Regions from separate parts of the Ovis aries genome. Here region 1 is linked to region 2. Evidence: chromatin contacts called from public Hi-C data. All regions are on one chromosome and are shown on one strand. The core of a region is the stretch at or near the end of the contact, and the rest is flanking DNA. Distances in the headings are between cores, read along the strand shown. Region 1 has its middle 34 kb from the start of RNF150. Region 2 holds the start of LOC114108871 (serine/arginine repetitive matrix protein 1-like).

Evidence for each region. Hi-C and Micro-C count contacts between places; a contact is called where the count stands out from the background.
Region 1: a contact with region 2 is called in a Hi-C map of tail adipose tissue, with 10 times the contacts expected there. The contact joins the enhancer-like site here to the promoter of LOC114108871 in region 2. A contact is called at or near these places in 4 of 16 Hi-C or Micro-C datasets (hypothalamus, omental adipose tissue and tail adipose tissue).

What each region holds. Positions count from the first base shown.
Region 1 is chr17:16,695,305-16,699,148 of ARS-UI_Ramb_v3.0, reverse strand. No RefSeq gene overlaps it. Among named protein-coding and RNA genes, the nearest start is that of RNF150, 34 kb to the left of the region's middle. Within about 2 kb of position 1,343, at least 5 of the 54 cell types and tissues checked have an H3K27ac peak or open chromatin away from gene starts, as enhancers often do. A contact at or near this core is called in tail adipose tissue, where this site is marked.
Region 2 is chr17:15,045,456-15,049,279 of ARS-UI_Ramb_v3.0, reverse strand. LOC114108871 (serine/arginine repetitive matrix protein 1-like) reads left to right here and starts at 2,051. Exons shown (of 7, transcript XM_027956959.2): 1 at 2,051-2,171; 2 at 2,423-2,593; 3 at 2,813-2,994; 4 at 3,064-3,824. The coding sequence starts at 2,051. INPP4B (inositol polyphosphate-4-phosphatase type II B) reads right to left here and starts at 3,213. Exons shown (of 26, transcript XM_015101375.4): 1 at 2,938-3,213.

The DNA of each region.
Region 1 (3,844 bases), core at 94-2,593, 1.7 Mb before region 2:
GTTGTTGCCCAGTCATGTCCAACTCTTTGCGACCGCATGGACTGCAGCACTCCAGACCTCCCTGCCCCTCACCATCTCCCAGAGTTTGCCCAAGTTCATGTTCATTGCATTGGTGATGCCATCCAGCCATCTCATCCTCTGATGCCCTCTTCTTCTTCCCTCAATCTTTCCCAGCATCAGGGACTTTTCCAATGAGTCAGCTATTTGCAACAGATGACCAAAATACTGGAGCTTCAGCTTCAGCCTCAGTCCTTCCAGTGAGTATTCAGGGTTGATCTCCTGTAAGATTGACTGGTTTGATCTCCTTGCTGTCCAAGGGACTTTCAAGAGTCTTCATATGCTATAGATGATTTTCAAAAAGGAATTCATCAAGGGCCAGACATTTCCAAGCTTAGAGGCCTTGAGAGTGACAACGCCTCATGGAATGTGTAAGGCTCCCTTCTGCTACGAGTAACAAAGCTTCCAACTAAATATGTCCTTAAAAGCAATGGGCTTCATCTCTCACATTACAAGTACACACGTAGGTAATTCTAAGACTGGCAAAGTCCACAGCGCAACACTGATTTTTAAGGATTCAGGTAATTTCTGCATCTCTGCTCTGCTGCTTTCAGGGTACCACCAGGGTCTCCTCTCACAGTCACAGACAGCTGCAGAAACGCCAGGTATCCCGTTTCATGATCATACCCCCTCAAAAATAGGGGCTGGAGGGAGGTTACCATCTGTAAATATTTTTTCCATAGCAAGAATAACAGCATGACTGTGCATGCTACTGCCCCCAGGAAGAATTCGGATCCTATCGAGCTGGCTGGGTCATATAACCATGGCCAAATCCGGTCACTGGGAAAGAGAATAAAAGTATGATCAACTTAGCTCCTAGTGATTTATAAAACATGGGAGGGTGAACCCCAGAATGAGACTAAGGCTCTTCTGGTAAGAGAGAACAGGGAAGGAAGTGGCAGCCAAGGGTGTCCACCTCATGAAATCATCATGGACTTGGAGAACTTCACATTTCTTTTTCCTGGTCTCTTTGAAGTTGACTTCATGTTTTAGCTTCCAGAGGGCAATTTGTTTCTTCCATTCTTGGGTCTGAATGGAAGGTTGCCCATTCCTATATTAACCCCATATGTCTTGACTTTCTTGACATGTTTCAAAAACTCTAAAGAAGGAAACATACATGACATAGTACCATTTCTCTGCAATGAGCACTACAGTATAAAGAGTGTTTCTACGTATGCTTTCACTGTTACTCAGAACACCACTGGGAGAAGGCCAAGGCTCAGGGAAGTCCAAAATGATCTTGTCCAGAGTCAGACAGCTTTTAGGTCATCACATTTGTCCTAAGGCTCTGTCTTCTGATTCTTAGCCCATGTTTTTCTCTCCTGATGCTCAAAACTGTGTTGACAATGAGACACACTCAACCTAAACATGTGAAATGAAAAGATGAATGTTTAAAATCTGGAAAAGATTTTATCTTTTTGTTTGTATCATATGTTTAATTTTTTTTTTTTTTAAGCAGCATTTGTGAAAATGTAAAGCACTATAACAAGACAGCCACTGGAGGTCACTATTATTTCACAAAAGGAGAATTTTTTATTCTTTCAGCAAGAACAGACTGATCCTGTTTTTAAATCCCTAGTGAAATGATGATGGTGGTTGTTATGTAACATTTACTGACTTCCAGAGGCTTTAGGAATTACGGTTACACATAGCTCATGCTTAGTGTTTTTAGCGTTAACATTTACCAAACATTCTGCTGAGCCAACATAGCCATTTTTTTTCTGTGACATTTCCCCATATTTAGAATTACCTTTTTTCTTTTATAATACAAAGATGGTGTTATTTTGTCAACAGAAAAGGTTCTTTCCTCAAAGTTGATTTTTCCCCCATAGTTATATTCCCAAGGAAGAGTTGTCCATACTTCCCATTGATGTAATCTGAAAGACATGTAGAACTCAAATTCTCTTTTACACTGGGAGATGTTTGCAATGCATTCACAGATAACTGAAATTTCATCATTAGCTCTTCATTCCTTTTTAATTTTATTTTTACTTTTTGCCTTTTAAAACTTTTTATTTTGTATTGGGGTGTAGCCTATGGCTCAGATGGTAAAGAATCTGCCTGCAATGCAGGAGCCTTGGGTTAGATCCCTGGGTCAGGAAGCTCCCCTGGAGAAGGGAATGGCTACCCACTCCAGTATTCTGGCCTGGAGAATCCCATGCTCAAGAACAGCATTTCCCAAACTGGAGTTTTTAAAAATGTGTACAGGATGAGACATAAAGGAGGGATCCTCAGTCAAATCAGTGTGGTAAATGCTGCAAACAACAGCACCCAGCTGGAGCTTGGATACCACAGTGACGTGGAGGGGAGTTCAAGAGCAAAGAATCTGAAAAAGAATAGATACATGTGAATGTATGACTGAATCAATTTGTTGTGAACCTGAAGTTACCACAACGTTGTGAATCAGCTATACCTCCATAGAAAATAAAAAGTTTTTTAAAAGTTGGTATCTTGTTTAACAAGCTGTTTCTGCATCTTTGGCTGGAGGTCAGCATAAAGGAAAAAGGGCCAGATAAGGAAAAATAAGGCTTGATGGGTCAACCTGGGTCTCTGTTGAAACTTCTCAAATCTGTCATTGTGGTGACAAAGAAGCTCTGGACAAAACATGAATGAATGAGGGGGGCTGTGTTCCAATAATGGCTTGTTTATGAATACTGAAATGTGAATTTCTTATTTTCACACGTCATGAAAGACCTCTGACATATTGACTTTCTTTTCTTCCAACCATTTTAAAAATGGAAAAACTCACAGCTATACACATTTTGGATGCAACTTCTAATACGCACCCAAACAGGCAGTAGGCCAGATTTGGTTCATGGACCGCAGTTTGCCATCCCCTGCTTTAGACTGCAAGCCTTCTCTCCTTACTTTTTTCACTTTTCATGTGGATTCTATTAAGATTTAGGGGGCTGTGGAGCCTTCAGACTGAAGCCACCTTGATGGATATTTTGCTTGTTTTCAATTTTTAGTATTATAAGCAATGCTGTAATTCATTGGTTATATCCCTAGATATTTTTTTAGACACATAATTTTCTCAGATGTATAACCTAGAACATAGATGGGGACAATTGTTGTTCAGTCTCTAGATCATGTCCAACTCTTGGGGACCCTGTGGGCAGCAATGCTAAGTTGCTTTAGTCATACCCAACTCTTTGCAACCCTGTGGACTAGCCCACTAGGGTCTTCTGTCCATGGGATTCTCCATGCAAGAATACTGGAATGCATGTTGTTGCCATTTCCTTCTCCAATGGGCAGCAGTGAAGTGAATTTGCTCACTCGTGTCACTCCGACTCTGTGCGACCCCATGAACTGTAGCCTACCAGGATCCTCCGTCCATGGGATTTCCCAGGCAAGAGTACTGGAGTGGGGTGCCATTTCCTTCTCCAGGGCATCTTCTCAACCCAGGGATCGAACCCGGGTCTCTCACATTGTAAGCAGACACTTTACCGTCTGAGCCACCAGGGAAGTCCAATGGGCAGCAGAGGCACCTGTAATTCAAGAAAAACTATGATTTTGCTTTTATTTCTGGGCAGATGACATTCTACCTTCTGTTTGCTTATGAGAGTTATTAAATATCTGGGCACTGACCCAAAGAGTAGGGAAGAGAAATTTATCAAGGCTCTACACTTTTGGGTTTGGATAGGGATAGAAGAATGTGAGGGAGAATGATTTACATGGATTTTTGTTTGTTTGTTTCTTTTTTTTTTTTTTTTTTTTTGATATGGCCCACTTTTAAAGTCTTTATTGAATTTGTTACAATACTGCTTCTATTTTATGTTTTGGTTTT
Region 2 (3,824 bases), core at 802-3,301:
CCTAAAGAGCTCCATAATCAAAGATTCCTAACTCAATATTAAAAAGTAGTATCAAAATGTCTATAAAACAGATCCCCTGGGGCTTCAGAAAGATAAATAGGACACATTGAAAAAGTAAGGTATGGAATACAGAAGAGACAAGTACAGCTTTCAAATAAGTGGATATTAATATTAAACTTGAGATTATTTAAAATGGCACATTTCTAGCTATTAAAATTCCCATAGTTATGAAAGACAAGAATTTACTCCACACAGATTACAAAAATTATGATATTTGTACATATAATATTAGTACTGGCTGGGGATTTTGCACTATCAAATTAGAAAATATAATAGATATTCAGTAAGCATTTCACTCACTAATTATCTCATAATTTTTTTAACTTTGTATTCTCAGATGTCACCTGATAACTGACATCTATTCAGTTGCTAAGAGATACAAGATCAGTCTGCACTTTTTTCTTTGTCTTTAGGAGAATCACTCTCTTGGATTTTGTCTTAAAGTAGTGAAAGTTACTTCTGTCACCATGTGGGGATTAATATTACTTGTACTAGAAGAAACTCCCAGGTCTCAGAAAGGAAATGAATTACTTTCCATTTGCACAATTTAGAACAAATATCTGGCTTTTCTCTAAGCTTAATGATTTTTCCATTTCACACAACTCAAATATAATAGCATTATTTTATAATCAAATTTAACTGACGAGTCTGTGTTATGAGTATTTTGACAAAACTCTTCTGAGATATGAAGTCATTCAGTCAATTTACATCCCCAAAGTGAAGCTCAAACCCAACATAGAAAGTACTTCCTGCCTATAACTTTGACCATGTGTTTCCTTAAATAGCTGGAAGAACAAGACTAAACTTGGTCTCTTTGGTTTTTCTTATACTTTATCAAAGAATCAAAAGCAAAACAGAGTTATAAATATGTACATCTTAACTGGTCATTAATTTATCACAAATAAGTATTGATTTGCCTAATCACAGAGAATAATCTTTGAAAATAAGAGCAGTATTTCAATCAGCACGTAGTATTCCGAACACTAAGGATCTAGACCCTCTTCCCATGCACAGTTCATAACCTTTCAAGGACAATGTTCTAAATCACATTTTAAAGAAATACCCTGAAAAAGCATTCCATTGCAGTGGTATTGTACATTACTACAGATCCAAGAGGTTCAGTTTTTAGTGCTCAAGTACCTATCAGGAAGCCACTGATCATTTACTCTAATTTTACCTCAATGCTTTACCTTACTGGAGTACACCACAAAGAAACACAAGGTAATGCATTTCTTTGTCTATTAAGTAAGGCAATGCCCACTTACCCAGTCCTGTTTTTACTTAACTTCTTGCACTAGCCAGCTGCCCTCTTGGTGGTTCCTTGCACCTTCTATGCCCGCTTTAGCACAGACAGATTACTACTATTACTGTTCCAGGATCCACTAAGAAAATCCCTATTACAAGCAGGGTCTTTGAAATGTAATCCTATGCTTACAAACAAGCTACCTAGTGCCCTTCTTGAGGTGAAGAGGACAATCGACTCCCCTGCCTGCCAGCTTTTCGCTTAGTTTATAGAGCCACACCTTTACAAACAAGTTCTATCAGGAGAGGAAGGAGATATGCAAAATGTTTTAACACCTGGAGAGAAGTCATAATCTAATGACCTCACAGAACACACCTCTGAAAGAGGGAGGAAACTTCGCTTGGCTGCAGGGGTTAGGGGGAGACGGGCAAAGTGAATCTGCATCATTAAGACAAGAGTAATAGAAAAAACCTCCCTGGTTTTTAAGTTTGGGGCAGCAGCAGCAGCAGCAGCAACAATCTAATCAATATGCATATCCTCACCCTTATAAACCTCTTGTCCCCAGACAGTAACTGCCAGTGCCTCTCCACAGCGTAAGGGCAGAAACCACCCCCTAAAAGGGAGATTTCAGAGGCATCGGGAGAGGCCAAAGCAGGTACCTGGAGCTCCAGCTTTCTGATCTTAGTCCCAGCTGCAAGCCCTGATAGTCCGTTCAGGAACCAGCCCCTGGCTCCTAGCATCCCCGGCATGGCCCTCTCTGCCAGAGGTGCCAGCGCGCCCGTGGACTCTGCAGCGCAGTTTCCAGACGCCAACCAACCATTCTTCCCTGCCCGCCCCCCACAGCTCCCCACCACGACCACGACCCCCCGCCCTCCAGCCACTGCCCTCGCTTTCTAACCCTTTTCTTGAGACCTCTCAAGAGATGCTTGGTGGCCAAGAAGAGACGTACCCCGGGCTTCTTTGCCAGAATTGAGTTTCTTGGAGTAGGATGGGGGTGGTCATGGGGGGCTCAAGGGGGTCAAGAGGGGCCTTTAGGAAAAAAACAAAACTTGGGGCAACCCAGACCCCAGGATCAATGATCGTTACTCCCACCTTCCACCCCCTGCCCTTGCCTTGAAGACGACTTCTCGCTAGGCGGGCGGCGGCGGCAGCTTAGCCGCCGGGATGGGGCTGAGAGCGCGTCCCCCGGGCGCCCGCAGCCTCGTCAAAAGGACCGCGAGGGTGGGCGCAGCCTTGGAAGGTCAGTGAGCTCTGAGAGCTCCGAGTTAGCGCAGGGCCCAGAGAGCGAGGGTGAGGGGGGACGCTGAACCTGGACCGGCGCGCGGCCCGGCCGAGGGGCTCCAGGCCAGAGGGTCCGCGGCTGTCAGGGGTACCCCGGCAGCCCAGGTCAGCCCGCACAGCACACCACACCCCTCAGGATCGGGGCTCTGGATGGGGCTATCGGGGCCGCCAGGCTGAGAAACTTGATGCCAGACAGACAAGCTCTGCCCCCCGCACCCCGCACCCCAGCCAGGACGTGCCCCCGCGCTCTCAGTGAGACCCGCTCCAACGGCCCCGACCCCGATCCCCCACCGTCACCCAGCCCACCCCGCCAACGCCCCCTCCGGGTCCTCGGGGCCCCGGCGGGTAATTACCTCTCCCGGAGGCGGAGCGGGGGGCGGCAGCGGCGGCGGCAGCGGCAGACACTTTTAGTCTGACTTTCCGGCGTTCGCTGGTGAGCCTGTGAGCGCCGAGCAGGAGCAGTAACCTGCTATTTATAGACCGGAGCCTCAGCACCCGGGGCTGGGAACCGGGAGGAAGCGCGCCGGAGGCGCGGCGGCGGCGGCGCAGGGCGCAGGGCGCGGGCGGCGGCTCCCGAGGCTCCCGCGCCTCCCTCGGGCTCCCGGTCCCGCCGCGCTCCCGGCTCCCTCACCGGCCGCGCGCGCCGGGAGAAGTTGTCGCCGGCGCGGCCGCCTCTCCGGCGGCTCACACGCCCCCTGGCACAACCGCTACTTTCTGCCCCCCGCCCCAGCCCTCCCTGCACCTCCTCCTCCTCCTCGGCCCTTTCCCAGCGGTCTCCTCCCGATGTCACCGGCGGCCGAAGAGAGGCAGCGACGGCAACCACAGCGGCGAAACTGGCGCAGCTCGCTTCCCGCTACCGATGGAGTGGAGTTGGTGACCCGGCCGCCCAATCCACAACGACCCCGACACGCGTGCTCCGTGGGAGGCCTCCCCGCTCCCCGACCTCCCCGCTCCCCGACCTTCTGCCGGGCCCCTCTGCTAGCGGGGATGGTCCCCAGGCTGCGCTGCTGGGTTCGCCGCTGCGGAGCGCTTTAGGGAGCAGCGACCCGAGGCCGGCACACTGCTCCTGGGCCACCGAAACCGCAGGGTTTTTAAGCCGCGGGAGGAGGCGTCCCGGATCCTGGCTCAGACCCAGGATCGTGGGGTCGGGAGAGAGTGGGAGGAGGTGTCCCCCTGTTCCCCGGACTTCTGCCTGCCACCGCCCTGGGACCCCCGTCTCTCGCCACTCCTCCGCCGTGGC